2 separate regions of the Sus scrofa genome follow, and region 2 is linked to region 1. The links are chromatin contacts, called in public Hi-C maps. All regions are on one chromosome and are shown on one strand. Each heading gives the region's core, a stretch centred on a gene start, on an enhancer-like site or on the middle of the called end of the contact. The rest is flanking DNA. Distances are from core to core; before and after follow the strand shown.

Region 1 (6,897 bases), core at 1,238-3,737:
AGCTACCAACTACCTAGGTAGGTGGTGCGTTTGGATTTTGGAGACCCTTTTATTTTGTGGAAGTCTTTGGTTTGCACTGGTGGAACCCCACATGCCGAAGTAACGCAGTGGGTGCCCGGCTTAAAAAACTGAGCAGTTTCCAGTGTTTCCTGGACTTTTCCCTCCTTTTCGAGCCCTCTCTTGATGACGTTGGGCAGCTTTTGCTCTTACACATACTTGGCCTGCCTGCTGTTACTTCTTCTTTTTCTGTGGGCCGGGGTGGGGGTGGGGTTTGAGCAGAGGTTCATCCAGGAAGCTGATCTCAATCATCCTCCCACCTCCTCCTCCTGCCCACGGCCAGTGTTTTCAGCCTGTCATATGGCTTCCTAGTCAGGGTTGCTGACATGTTGGAATTGCCAGTGGAATTTAATAATTAACAGCTGGGAAATAGAGCATTTTAATTTTTAATTCGACGTTAATTTTTAATATTGCTACTTTTTCTCCCCCCTGCTTAAAAGGAATCTTCCCAGCCAAGTAACCAAACTGGACACTGGTGTTCTGAATCGGTCTTTCTAGAAGGTGTAGTCTGAGGGGTTGTGCGGCTGAGGAGTGTGCGGCAGGCTGACCACCTGTCAGGGATGGGAAGTTCTCAAGGGGTAGGATGGGTCTGATCTCCGTCTTTAGCCCTGGGCCCCGGCAGATGGAGCAGGGACTTGGCAGATGTGCATCGAGGAGGTGATGCCCTGGTGTGGCCCCTCCTATTGGTTGAATGGCTAAAAACATAGTTTCCTTCTCTCTCACCCCCGACTTTCTTTATTTGTGAAATGGAGGTGATGATAGCACCCACTCTTGAACGTGGTTGTAAGGATTCAATGAGAGAATAAAAGTCCGGTACTTAACCCCAGTGCTTGTGACTAGTAAATAAGAATACCTCCTTTCCTCCTCTTCCTCCTTCTCTTTCTCTTCCTTTTCTTTGCTTAAAGATAATATTGCCTGCTTGCCAGATGTTCAGCTCACACACAGCTGCATGGCTTAACTGATAGGCTGGGGTCTGAACTGCTAAGAATCCTTGACAGGCTACACTAAGGACAGGAATGAATGAAGTGACAGTGCATGGGAAACGGTTATAGAATGATAAGCCTAAGCCGTGTGTGTGTGTGTGTGTGTGTGTGTGTGTGTGTGGTTTTTTTGGTTTGAAATCCAGTCATTCAACAAAGCTGGGGCTTTTATGTGAGAAAAGCATCACATAAGTTTCTAAAAACAAAACAAAACAAACAAAAAAAAAGCTCATCATTTTTTTTTATTCTGCCCTGATAAAAATGCTGAAGTAGCTCAAATGAGTGGAAATGATGACATACCTGGGTTTTAACTCCAGTTCATTGGTACAGCAAGTAAATAGCCAAGAAGCCATAGAGGGTAGTGGTTCAGAGCACAGACCACAGTCAGACTATCTGGGTTCAAATCCCAGCTTGGCTCCTTACTAGCTGTGTGACCTCAGGCAAGTTATTTCACCACTCTGTGCTACAGTTTCCTCACAGATAAAATGGGAATCAAAATATAGCAACCCCACCCCCACAAAAGGGTGAAGCTCTTGGCACTGTGCCTGGTCCCATAGGAAGGAGCCAGTGTGTGTTAGTTACCATCATCTGCTGTTTGGCCTTGGTCAAGTTAACAAGCCTTCCTGAGCCTTGATTTTCATATCTGTACATTGAGCATACTACATGGCCAAGCTTTTGCAAGGACTAAATGAGAGAAAGTGTATGTGAAAGTACCTGGCACAAGTTGGTACAGAGTCCAAAACAGCTTCTTTCATGATTGGTGGAAACCAAGAGCAGGTGTCCCCAAGGGGCGGTCATACCTGGGGTGTGAAGGCAGAGCTGGGGTGTGGGGTTTGAGCAGCCTAGCCATGTCCCCTCCATCTCTGCAGAATTACTCTTAGGGGAGGAAGGAAGCAGGCTTGAAGCAGGGCATGGGGTGGGGGTGGGAGGGCAGAGGCCTCCAGAATACGGGTGCAGAACTTGGTGACGAGGGACAGAAGGCATGAGCAAGAAGTGGGGGTGACCCAGCCTTGCCCAATCTCGCAGGGAAACATGGTTTCTCCCATGGGGGAGGGGCAGGTTTGTGAAAACCCTTCCTCCACCCGCGTATGAGGGTGGGGGTATGTTCTCGCTGGGCTAACATCTCCTAGACAGCCTCACCAGGGCCATACCCAGGCAGCCAGCAGGGGCCCGATGGGACCCCCAAGACGTTGCCCCAACCACTGGCCTTCTCCCTGCAGTGGCTGAAATACAAGCACACAGCTAGCAGGGGCCAGGCCCTCTCATGTTGTGTTGGGGGTTGAATCTAAATGACCACGTTTCAGTCTGTTTCCGACGGGGAAGTGCAGCCACTTCCAGAGCAAATGGGGTTTGAGCCAAGTCTTCTCAGCTCCCTCCTGCCTCTGGGGGGCCCCAGCTGCTACCCAGACTTCCCGCATTTACTCTTTACAATTTGTCCGTTGCTCTTCCGTGGCTTCCTGTGTTTGTGTTGGCTTTGCTAAGTCCCTTTCAAGTGTTCTGGGTGCAGAGAACATGCCCCCTCCCCTCCCGCTTTTGTGCTTCTAGTCAAGAGGCGACATGATCTGAGAGAGGTCTGAGCCCGAGCCCTGTGTGTCACCCATGGCCACAGTTAGCCCGCCGGGTCCCTTCTTTTCTGGGTGACTGTCTCCTTCTTCGTAAAATGAACCACAACACCAGGTCCCCTTAGTCTGGGGCCCTTTTTGTCCGATAACCAGGTTCCTACCCAGAAATTGCTTTCTGGCAGAAGGCAAACTGAGACAGCTTCTTCCTCTTTCAGCTCAAATGTCACTCTCTCATCCCGCTAGTCAAGCCATAGGGCTTTCTCAGGGTCAGGTGGCACCCACTGGGATAAGCAACACCCAAAGATGTCGCTGGCAGCTTAGGAAGGGCCTGGGGAGATAGGCGAAGGGGTTTGGAAGGAAGATTGAGGACGAGGACAGCAGAACAGGGGGACGGAAGGTACATACACGTTGTACAGGTACGATCCCCAAAGGGGCCACCAGGGCAGCCCGCAGAGGCACCTGGGCCAGAGCCTCCTGTCCCTCCCCCAGAAGATGCTGCAATGTCACACCACCAGCTGACTGGGGCTAAAATACAGTCAGGATTCAAGGCCAGTCACCACAAGCCATGACTGACCCATGTTCCCCCAGACTGTCACTGCATACCTTAGCAAAGCCATCCTGACTCTATGTTTTGTCACCAGGAAACGCCCAGAGGTCGTGACCATAACCAGATGGAAGGCTCCAGTGGTATGGGAAGGCACTTACAACAGAGCCGTCTTAGATAATTATTATGCCAAACAGAAAATTACCGTGGGCTTGACGGTTTTTGCTGTCGGAAGGTAGGTGTTGCTAATAAAACTGGCCTTGAGTTTTTCCCCTTCCACTATCAGAGGATGGGTGAGGGGCCCCTGGGTTTACAGAGGCTGTTCATGTCATGTCTGAATTAGTGGAGAGGAGAATGGTGTCACAGGGCCATTTTAGACTCCCTTCTGCTGAGGTCCCCAAAGGCTAAGAATAAAACTAGTCAGAGGGTCAACTCTTTCCCACCTCAGGGTGAGGGGCTTGGGTTGCAGGGAAGAAGATCTGCTATACCCACTGCACCCAGAGTCGACAGTACACCCACAGCCACCTCCGCCCTGACCTCCACGGCCCTCTGTGGAAATTCCAAAAATGGCAGCTGTTAGATGGCCTGTGTGTGTGTCGTTTCTCCTATGCTCTCGAGACCCCAGACCAAGGACCAAAGACAGAAGTGTCCTAAGTGGAGTGGTTTTCCACCTCCGCATGGCTGACCACTCCTCTGTGCCTTCTGCCTATTCCTCCTGGAGGGTTTGGCCCGGGGAGATTAGGCTGCTCAGAACTTCCTCTTCCAGAGGTTGGATAGGTTCCTGTTTCAGCCCCCGTTTCCTTGTTTGGAACTTTTCTCCCCAAACTGTAATCATTCTTACTTAAAAGTAGTAGCTGTAATGTTCATTTAAAATATAACCCAGTTTTCTTTTTTAGAGAATCCCCCCCCCTTTTTTCCAAAACAAAAGCAAAAGTTCAATTTTCCTGTTCACCTCCGTGCCCCTTCCCTCCCCCACATCCATGGGCCTTTCCATCTGTACCTTTTCTGAAAGCCACAAAGAAACTGAATCACTTTGTTATACAGAAAAAATTATCACAACATTGTAAGACAACTATACTTCAACAAAACTTAAAAAAAAATCAGAAAGAGAAAGAAAGAAAAAGAAAAAAAGGAAGGAAGGAAGGGAGTTCCCATCATAGCTCATTGGTTAATGAATCTGACTAGCATCCATGAGGACACAGGTTCAATCCCTGGCCTTGATCAGTGGGTTAAGGATCTGGTGTTGCCGTGGGCTGTGGGGTAGGTCACAGATGCATTTCGAATCTCGCATTGCTGTGGCTCTGACGCAGGCCAACATCACAGCTCCGATTGGACCCCTAGCCTGGGAGGGTGCAGCCCTAAAAAAGCAAGAAAGGAAGGAAGGAAGGAAGAAAGAAAAGGAAGGAAGGAAAGAGAGAGAGAGAGAGAGAGAGAGAGAGAGGGAGAGGGAGAGAGAGAGAGAGAGAGAAAGAAAGAAAGAAAGAAAGAAAGAAAGAAAGAAAGAAAGAAAGAAAGAAAGAAAGAAAGAAAGAAAGAAAAGAAAAGAAAAGAAAGTTAGTTGACCTGTTGCCTGTACAAAGAGAAGTGAAGGTCAAGGTTGATCTGAGTGAGGATTTAAGCATCCTCCTAAGACCTTCTCCAACCTAGAGCCCAGAAGGTATCACTGTCACTGTACTAATCAAGTCCTAATGTCCCTGAATGTACTGATCCCAGGGGCCTGGGTGGCATCTCTAATAGAGAAGGGTGACTCTGGAGTTTTGACCTTTCGACTAGAAGAATATGTTCTGTTAGGAGTTGGGAAAGATTCCCAGCTCACCTAATCCTTTGGTATAAGAGGAGACCAGCCAGCCATACCGCAGATTGATTTAACCTTGGTGTTTCCAAAAAGAACGGCTCCACATTGGCTCTAGCCATCTTGTTGCGGCTTTAGAGAACTAAACTGTACTTGGCATGTCCTGGTGAAACCCGCGCACTCTGCTCTGAGGCGAGAGAGGACTGTTTGTACTCAGCAGCAATAAATCCTCCCAAGAGTGGATTTGGACTTTTAGGAGGTGTGATGTTTGGTTTATTTTCAAATGACAATGCACAGCACCAACTGCAGCTCTTTAATCTCTAAACAATGTTAAACCTCACAAAGGTTTCCTCCCTCGCCCCTAGGATCACCTCCCAAGCTTCAGGGCACAATAGATTTTTTCTTAAAGTTCCAGAGTGCAGAAGAATTTCCTGGCCATTAGCCCCAGAGCCATGTTGAAGTCCCTCCTTGTATTGCTGAGATATTCTCTCCGTTTAAAGAATCAATACTATAAACCTGGGGTTTCCAGAGACCAGCATTGAAAGCACAGTTTATGTTTGTAGTAATCAAAGGGAATCCAAGCAGCAACCAAAAAACAAAAGGAAGTGCCAGTCATTATTACAAAATGTCATCATTGGCTGATAATGTGATCAACAAATTAAATTCAGTGCACAGTCACTGGGCATGAGTCTGGGTGGTGACGTGGGTTGTGTTAAGCCAGCCAACTACTTCTTCCCTTCTCTATCATCCCCATGGCTTCACAGAATAGCCTGTATCTTGGCTTACAGAAGACAGGAATGTGATGGGTTTTTTTTTTTCTCTTTTTCTTTTTCAGCTGCACCTGTGGCGTATGGAAGTTCTGAGCCACAGCTGTGACCTTCTCCATAGCTGCAGCAACACTGGATCTTTAACCCACTGTGCCACTGCCACAATGGGAACTCCCCCCTTTCCTTTTCTTCCTGAACATGATGGTTTTTGAATGAATAGGTAAATAGCTAAAATACCACTACACATCTATTAGAATGACCCAAATCCCAAACACTGACAATACCAGCTGCTGATGAAAATGTAGAGCGATAGGAAAGCTTATTCACTGCTGCTGGCAATGCGAAATGATACAACCAATTTGTAAGACAGTTTGGCAGATTCTTACAAAACTAAACATACTCTTACCATACAATCCAGCGATGGCACACCTTAGTATTTACCCTCAAAAGCTGAAACTTTATGTCTACACAAAAACTTGCATACAGATGTTTATAGCAGGTATTTTTTTTGGGGGGGGGTGGGTTTTGGTTTTTTCTTTTTTTGTCTTTTTTGGGCCACACCTGCGGCATATGGAGGTTCCCAGGCTAAGGGTTGAATCAGAGCTACAGCTGCCGGCCTATGCCACAGCCACAGTAACCCGAGATCTGAGCCACATCTGCGACCTACACCACAGCTCATGGCCACACTGGATCCTTAACCCCCTGAGCGAGGCCAGGGATTGAACCTGCAACTAGGTGGGTTTGTTGACCACTGAGCCACGAAAGGAACTCCGTTTATAGCACTTTTATTCATAATTGCCCAAAACTTGGAAGTAACAGGTCCTTTAGTAGGCAAATTAATTGATAAATTGTAGCACATTCAGACAGTGGAGTATTAGCAGTGCTTTAAAAAAAAAAATCAATCCATGAAAAGACATGGAGGAACCTCAAATGTTCGTTACCAAGAAACCATCTGCAAAGACTACCTACTATATGGTTCCAACTATATGACATTCTGGAAAAGGTCAAAGGTACTGATCCATGGAGACAGTAAAAATATCAGTAGATGCCAGGCGATGGTGTGGGAGAATGGATGAATAGACAGAACACAGGATTTTTTAGGGCAGTGAAAATACTCTGTATGGTACCATACATAGTGATAGATAAATGTCATTTTACATTTGTTCAGATTCATAGAAAGTCTGCCACCAAGAGT
Region 2 (6,897 bases), core at 1,138-3,637, 570 kb before region 1:
AAGGGATGTCAGGAGAAGAAGCAGCCTAAATGCTTGGCAAAGAAGCAGGTGGGGGTGAGCCACCCCAGACGCTGCTGAGATGCCATGTGAGACCAGAGCTGAAAGAGTCCGTTGATGTCCTGGGGTGACGGGACAGGGAGATGGGTAGTAGCCTGAGCCGACGTGTGGGAGGGGAGGAGATGGGGACAGGAGGAGCGGCCTCTTCCTGGACATTTGGTGGCAAAGGTGGGGGTGGGGGACTGGGAGTCCAGGCACACAGTTTCCTGCAACGCGATAAATCAGAATGGGGAGCAGATGATATAAAGGACACCTCTGGGACCGTCTTCATTGAATCCTTAAGATTATTTTGGAGCAGTTACCATCTGAGAAAGAATGCATGGCGCACGTGCTAAGCTGTGAAGCAGAACCGCCAAGTGATTATCCCCAACTCGCCTCCCAGCCCGAGATCCCCACCTCGCTCACTTCTCCCCCATCCCATTTCTCACCCCCAGGTAACCATCATCCCAAATTTTATGTTCATCATTTCCTCTCTTTAAAAAGAATACTTTTATTATACGTGAATGTATCCCTAAGCAATATATTATTTTGTGTCACTGGTTTGTGAGCTTTATAAAAACATGACCATCAAGCACGTGGGCTTCTGCAACTTTCTTTTCCACCACATGTGGCTGTGGATCATCGGTTCCATTTCATTTGCACTGCTGTGTATCTGTGGTAAACGCGTGCAATTTGTTCATCGGTTCTTCTGTCAGTGAACATCCGAGTTGTTTCTAGTCCTTTCTCTAAGGCTCTGGCGGGGGAATAACGAGTAACGTGGAACAAGAAGGGAGGGGAGGCAGTGGGACAGCATTGCTGATGGACGGGACATTCGTTTGACGGAGAGGAGGCTGGTCCTAAGCTGCAGCCATAAATGCAGAGGGACGACCCTGAGGGCTGGGCACCGGTCAGCAGGATTTCCAGGAGGCTGGCGGAAGCCTTGGGAGGGGACTTCCAGCATCGATCAGTCCCAGGAAGGGCTAATTGTCACCCAAAGATCTGTCCTGAGGCATTTGGATGCCAGGCTTTGGTTCTCAGGCAGGATGTCCAGCTCAGCCATCAGTAGTTGGCTTAGGGCATTAGAAAGCGGACACTTAGAGGCAGGACCAGAGAGAACCGGTCCCAGCTGGAGCCTTTGGAAGCTTAGGGTGAAGGGCTAGTTGCAACGTGGAGGCCACCGGGGGTCAACCCGGGGGATTGTGTGGTCACATCTGTTCGACAGTGACAGCTATTCCAGGAGTATCATGTGGGCCCGCGTGCACGGCCAAACCACAGAGGCCTGGCATGGCGCGGGTGCAGGGTGGAAGGCTGGGGCGGTGGCTTTGCAGCTTGTCTCACTGTGGACGGGTGGCTTGGGGTGCCCATGGGGGTGGAAACCAGGGGCCCACGCTGTGGGGGCTAGAAGGCCAATGGGGCGGGAGCCACTGGTTTGGACAGATCACATCCGGCAAAGGGAACCACAGCCCTGTGACCGTTTCCTACCGCTTGACCACACTAAGTGCTGCCAGGCCTGGGGTCAGGAGAGGAGCAGGGGCCAGAACTGACCCCACCCCACTCCTGGGAGAAGCCTGTCCTCTTCCCAGCCGGGTGACCTTGGGCATGTTTCCTCACCACCCTGAGCCTGTTTCTTTCTCTCTGAATCACCTCTACTCTCTTCCCTACCTGCCTTCTTTGGAGTAAAGTGATGAGGGTGAAAAGGTATAAAGCCTTAGATGACTGAAATCCATTTTACCGTGCATCTCAGAGTCAAAGAGATTGAAGTCCTTGGAGTTCTCTCCTGCTTTCTCTATTCTTAGCACTTGTGAAAACACTTGTTTGTTTGGATCTCAAACACGTGAACTTGGAACCCGAAGATTGAGGGACAGCATGTGCTTCTGCCATCGACTCGCTGTGTGATCTTGTCTTAGTCTTGTCTGTGCCTCGGTCTCCTCGCCTACCCCACAGGTTTGTGAACTAATTCACATGAGACAAAGATGAGGAAGGGCTTTGCACACGCTACTGTTGTACACATATGTAACAGATTAATTCCTTGTCACGGACGCCCCTTTTGCTTGTAGCCTGGGCCTGGCCCAGACGGCAGCCTTCCAGGACATAAACTCTAGCCAACAAAATTACATTTATCTTAAAACATGTGACTGTGACCCCTTTCCAATCACAGCCACAATAACTACTTGGGAAATTGTGATGGCCCGGAGCAGGGGCTGGCGCGGCTCGTCTGTGGGCAAGTTTCCTGTAATCTGTTGCCTAGGAACGTGGCTGCCCTGTCATTCCGGCCTGTCCCCCTGTCATTGCCCAGGCAGCCCCCAGCAACATATCCCCCGTCCGTCTTCTTGAGGGCAGTTCTGTGACCCTGGCTTAAACAGCCAGGTCCATCTGGTGTTGATGATTCATGTGGCAGAAATGCACACGCAGAGCAACGGTTTCCAGATCAACCTTCGTGAACATTCTACCCCAATTTCATTGCTCGGTTTCTCTCGTCCTCTAGCTCTGAGTCTACTTCTCTCCTTGACCATGATCCTTTCCCTCCGGTGTCTGGAGGAGGCACCTCCTCGAAATGCTTCTCCTCTTCCTTCTTTGCTCTTTTGACCTCCCCCTCCCCGTCAGCCCCAGACATTCCCCAGGAAAAAGGTGACGGAGCAGTGAGTGCTTATGCACCAGCCTGGGTTTTGTTCCTGGATGTCCTGGGTTTGCACTAACCCTGGTTCCTCCTTCCAGCAACTCCAGCTGGGGAGCTTGGCAAGTTAGCCTTTTCCTGCCTCAGTTTCCTTTTCTGAAGAGAGAGATAATATTTGTACCTGCCTCCCAGAGTCATTCACAGATGGAGTGAGAAAAGCCGCGTGGAACATCTGGCCCAGGACCCAGCACGTAGCAGTCTCTCAATAAAAGGTCATTATTATGACATTATGTGTTATCTGTGACAACAGTCCTTCTCTGACTTCCCGTCGTGACTCAGCGGAAGCAAATCTGACTAGTAGTATCCATGAGGACGCAGGTTTGATCCCTGGCCTCCCTCAGTGGGTTAAGGATCTGGCATTGCTGTGAGCTGTGGTGTAGGTCACAGATAAGGCTCGGATCTGGCACTGCTGTGGCTGTGGCCTAGGCCAGAGGCTATGGCTCTGATTCAACTCCTAGCCTGGGAACCTCCATAAGCTGAGGGTGTGGCCCTAAAAAGACAAACAAATCTTTCTCAAATGGGTCTATGAAGCAGTGTCTTGAACTAATGGGAAAACCATGAACTAGTAACATTTACAATGTCATGGAACACCGGTGTTCCAAGGAGCACAGTTGGAGAGACAAGTCCTGGCACTGGATGCCTCCCAGCCTCGCCCCAGCCTTGCTTCTGCATCCTTCCTGAGCCCCGAGGGCCTGCCAAACAGAGCTGATTTCCTGCCTCTTGTACGTAAGTTGTGTTTCCCCAATTCTGCCCTCTGCTCTGTCTTGGCTTGCCAGGCTCTCTCCTCATCTCACTCTTGTTTGCAGTTCAATGCCTTCTGACAAGGTGCTGCTCAAATCCTACCTTCTCTGTAAAGCCTTCCTTGACCACTTCTGACATCTAAGCTTTTTTCCTTCTAGATGTGTTTGCTGGTCACCCACTGGGACAAGCCTTGAGCTAGCTGTGGAGCCTGTGGTTATGGATAAGAGGCAGCCCTACCCCTAAGAGGTGTAAAGTGTAGTGGGGAAGCCTGGCACGTGGGCATTACCCTTCCATGTAATGAATGCTGCCCAGGGGTGGGGGTGGGGGCAAGTACAGGATGCTGGGAGAGCACAGAAAAAGGAGCAGTTAACTTTGCCAGTTAACTCAGTCAAGGAAGGCTTCCTGGAGGAAGAGATGCTTAAGCTGGAGCTTAAGGCATGAAGGAGAATTTGCCAAGCAGAAAAAGGTGAGCAACATCACACCCTCCTGATTTCCCCCCTGCTTTTTTGGCTGCTGCTTCTCAGCCCCTTCTGCACCTGCCAATGATGGAGATCCCAGGACTCCAGCTCCTCTCTTACCTACAATCACTCCCTAAAGGCCCTCTTCTAGCCCCATGGCTGTAAGTACCAGCTATGTGCTGTTGACTCCTGTATTTGTATTTCCAGTCTTGAGCTCTCCCTGAACTCCACACCAGTCTATCCAACTGCCCACTTTAATTTTCTCCTTGAGTTTCTAACAGACATCTCACACTGGACATGTTCAAAATCAAACCTTGATTTCTCTCCTAAACTTACTCTCTCTGTCTTTCCTATTTTAGTAAATGAATAGCATTCAGTTAGACCAGAAACCTGAATCATGCTTATTTCTTCGTTTTCTCCCTTCATACATCTAATCCATAGCGACTCTTGCAAATATACTGTAAAATGCATCCTAAATGGAACCACTTTTAACCAACTCCACCGCTTCCAAACCAGTGTAGGCAGCCATCACCTTGTACTTGTATCACTGCAATAGCCTCCTAATTGATGTCCCTTTTCCCACCCTTGCTGCTTATAGCCTATTTTTCTCATTGTAGTTAAAGGGATTCTTTTAAAACATGTCAGATCAAATTACTTCACTGTGTAAACTCTCCGATGCCTTTCTCATTACACTTAAAATCCTGGCTGCTTACCATGGCCTACAAGATGCTACATGATCTGTCCCCTGTCATTCTATCTGACCTCATCTCCTCTCTCCCTCTTGCTCACTTCTTGATGTTCTTCAAAAGTGGCCCCTGTTTTGGCTCTTCCCTCTGCCTGGAATGCTCTTCCTCAGCTCTTCAAGTAACTTGTTTCTTCACTTCATTCAGTCCCTGTTCATCTGTTACCTCCCAAGTCTGTTGATTCTGACCACGATGGAGTAACAAAAACTGGACTTGACCTCTTTTGAAAACAACTAAAAACCAGACAAAATACATGAAATAAGTGTTTTCAGATTTTGGAAAACAGGCAGCTCAGCACTGTGGTCCCTGAGGAAAGGGAGGAGGTGGGGAAGCCAAGATGAGACTATGGTTGCCTCAGCTTTCCATCTGGAGGCAATCTCCCAAATGTGGTCAAGGTGACATGGGCAAGGCGGGGACCTAAACAGAGCTCTATGACCTCAGTGAGTTGGGGAGGTGGAGATCAGAGTTTGGGAAGGCTGATGTGGCTGGAATTCTGTGGGGAGAATTCTGAAAAGGAGGGAGCCAAGCAGGAAAAGAGCTTCAAGAACCTGCATAGGACCCCTGTGCATCTCTGCTGAGTGCTGGGCCATACTTTGGTGGAGTGTTAGTCCACAAAGTTGAGCAAAGATTGACCAGGGAACTGGGATGCTGAAAAACCAGAAGCTCTCACACAGCAGGGAGATGTTCAGGCTCTGAAGAGCCAGCATAGCGAATCCTTGGTGGTCACTGGGAGCATTCAGTGGAGACTCCAGAGAAGTTCTGCCTTAATGCACCAAAACTTCTACAGAGTGAATCACTCTCAACTCACTTAGTAAAGCTTAAACAATAGGCTTTGAAGGTATCAAACTAATCTGCAAATAACTGACTGCCAAAAAAGCCTAGCACTTTTAAAAAGAAGACAAAATCCAGACACTGAGCATTAACTGCCCAGCATCCAGTAAAAACCCACTAGATATTCCATAAGGCAGGAGAAGGTAACTCATCTCAGGAGGGGAAAAACAATCAATAGAAACAGACCCATAAATAATTAAACTAGTTAGGAAAAGGATGTTATAACAGCTATTACAATGATGTACAAAAATTTAAGGGAAAATATGAGCTTAATATAGATAGAAATGGACCTATTAAAAAGAACCAAATGGAGCCTCTAGGAACCAAATAGAAGAAAATGTAATATCTGAAATGAAAATTTCACTGGATGGAATTAACAGCAGATTAGATACTGCAGAAGAAGTGATCAGTGAACTTGAAGACATAGCAATGGATTTTATTAAAATGAAACAGAGAGAGGAAAGTAATAGGGGGAAAAAAAAAAGGAACAGACCCCCCACTTACCTATGGTACAATATCAGATGGTCTAACATGTGGAGTTCTTTGAGCAGAAGAGACAAGGAAGATACAGAAGAATATTTGAAGAAATGGCCACATACACAAATGGGTTCACTCCCTCCCCAGGCTTATTATAATCAAATCAATGATAATAAGAAAATCTTAAAAGCAGATAGAAGACACATGTGTTCAGAGGAACAAAGAATATCTGAAAAGTTCTCGTCAGAAACTGTGCAAACCCGAAGACGGTGGGATGACAAATGTCACCTCCTTAGCAAGGTCTCCCCTGAAAACCAAGCCCTCCATCCTCTATATCACACTCTATGTCCTTATCTTGTTTTAATTATTAACTTACTTGTGTCTCCTAGAAGGTAAGCTTCCAGAGGGCAGGAGTTAAAACATTCTTTGTCTTGTTTGCTGCTTATTCCCAGTGCCTAGAGCAGTGCCTAGTGTTTGATAGGTGCTCAAAAGATATTTGACCAATAAAGTTGTCTTCCAGGTAGAAGAATATAAAGGCAGCAAGCAGTAAAGCATCCTGGAACCACTAATAGTTCAGCACAATTAGAGCCTAAGATGTGCAGCACTGAGTGGGAGAAAATAAAGCTGTCATTTGAGACAGATGGCCAGGTCAGAGAGGAATCTGAAGGAACTGCTGTGGAACTTGGGCTTCCTTCTGTAAGCAGGGATTTTAGGCAGAAGTGTTAACATTTTATTTGCATTTTAGAAAAATTACTCTGGCAGCCCCTTGTGCCAGCTGAATTAGATGGGTGAGTTTGAGAGCAAAGAGACTAATGGGGAAGGTATTAAAGTAGTGCCGGAGAAAGATGGGCAGGCACAAGAGCAAGGAGGATGGGCCAGATCTAGAAAGCTCTTGAGAGGGAATGTACAGAATGGGTGAGCAGCTAGATGTAAAGGA

The links. Hi-C and Micro-C count contacts between places; a contact is called where the count stands out from the background.
Region 2: a Hi-C map of mesenteric adipose tissue shows a contact between it and region 1, with 2.0 times the contacts expected there. The contact joins two enhancer-like sites. A contact is called at or near these places in 9 of 47 Hi-C or Micro-C datasets (embryonic fibroblasts, epiblast stem cells, fetal heart ventricle and 5 more) and 1 of 2 datasets of contacts at active chromatin or transcription factors (alveolar macrophages).

What each region holds. Positions count from the first base shown.
Region 1 is chr1:261,515,546-261,522,442 of Sscrofa11.1, reverse strand. It overlaps GGTA1P (glycoprotein, alpha-galactosyltransferase 1 pseudogene), which reads left to right. Exons shown (of 8, transcript NM_213810.3): 7 at 3,241-3,378. Among named protein-coding and RNA genes, the nearest start is that of GGTA1P, 69 kb to the left of the region's middle. Within about 2 kb of position 2,487, at least 25 of the 83 cell types and tissues checked have an H3K27ac peak or open chromatin away from gene starts, as enhancers often do. A contact at or near this core is called in mesenteric adipose tissue, retroperitoneal adipose tissue and subcutaneous adipose tissue, where this site is marked.
Region 2 is chr1:262,089,836-262,096,732 of Sscrofa11.1, reverse strand. All of the region lies in intron 5 of TTLL11 (tubulin polyglutamylase TTLL11), which reads left to right. Among named protein-coding and RNA genes, the nearest start is that of TTLL11, 110 kb to the left of the region's middle. Within about 2 kb of position 2,387, at least 13 of the 83 cell types and tissues checked have an H3K27ac peak or open chromatin away from gene starts, as enhancers often do. A contact at or near this core is called in mesenteric adipose tissue, retroperitoneal adipose tissue and subcutaneous adipose tissue, where this site is marked.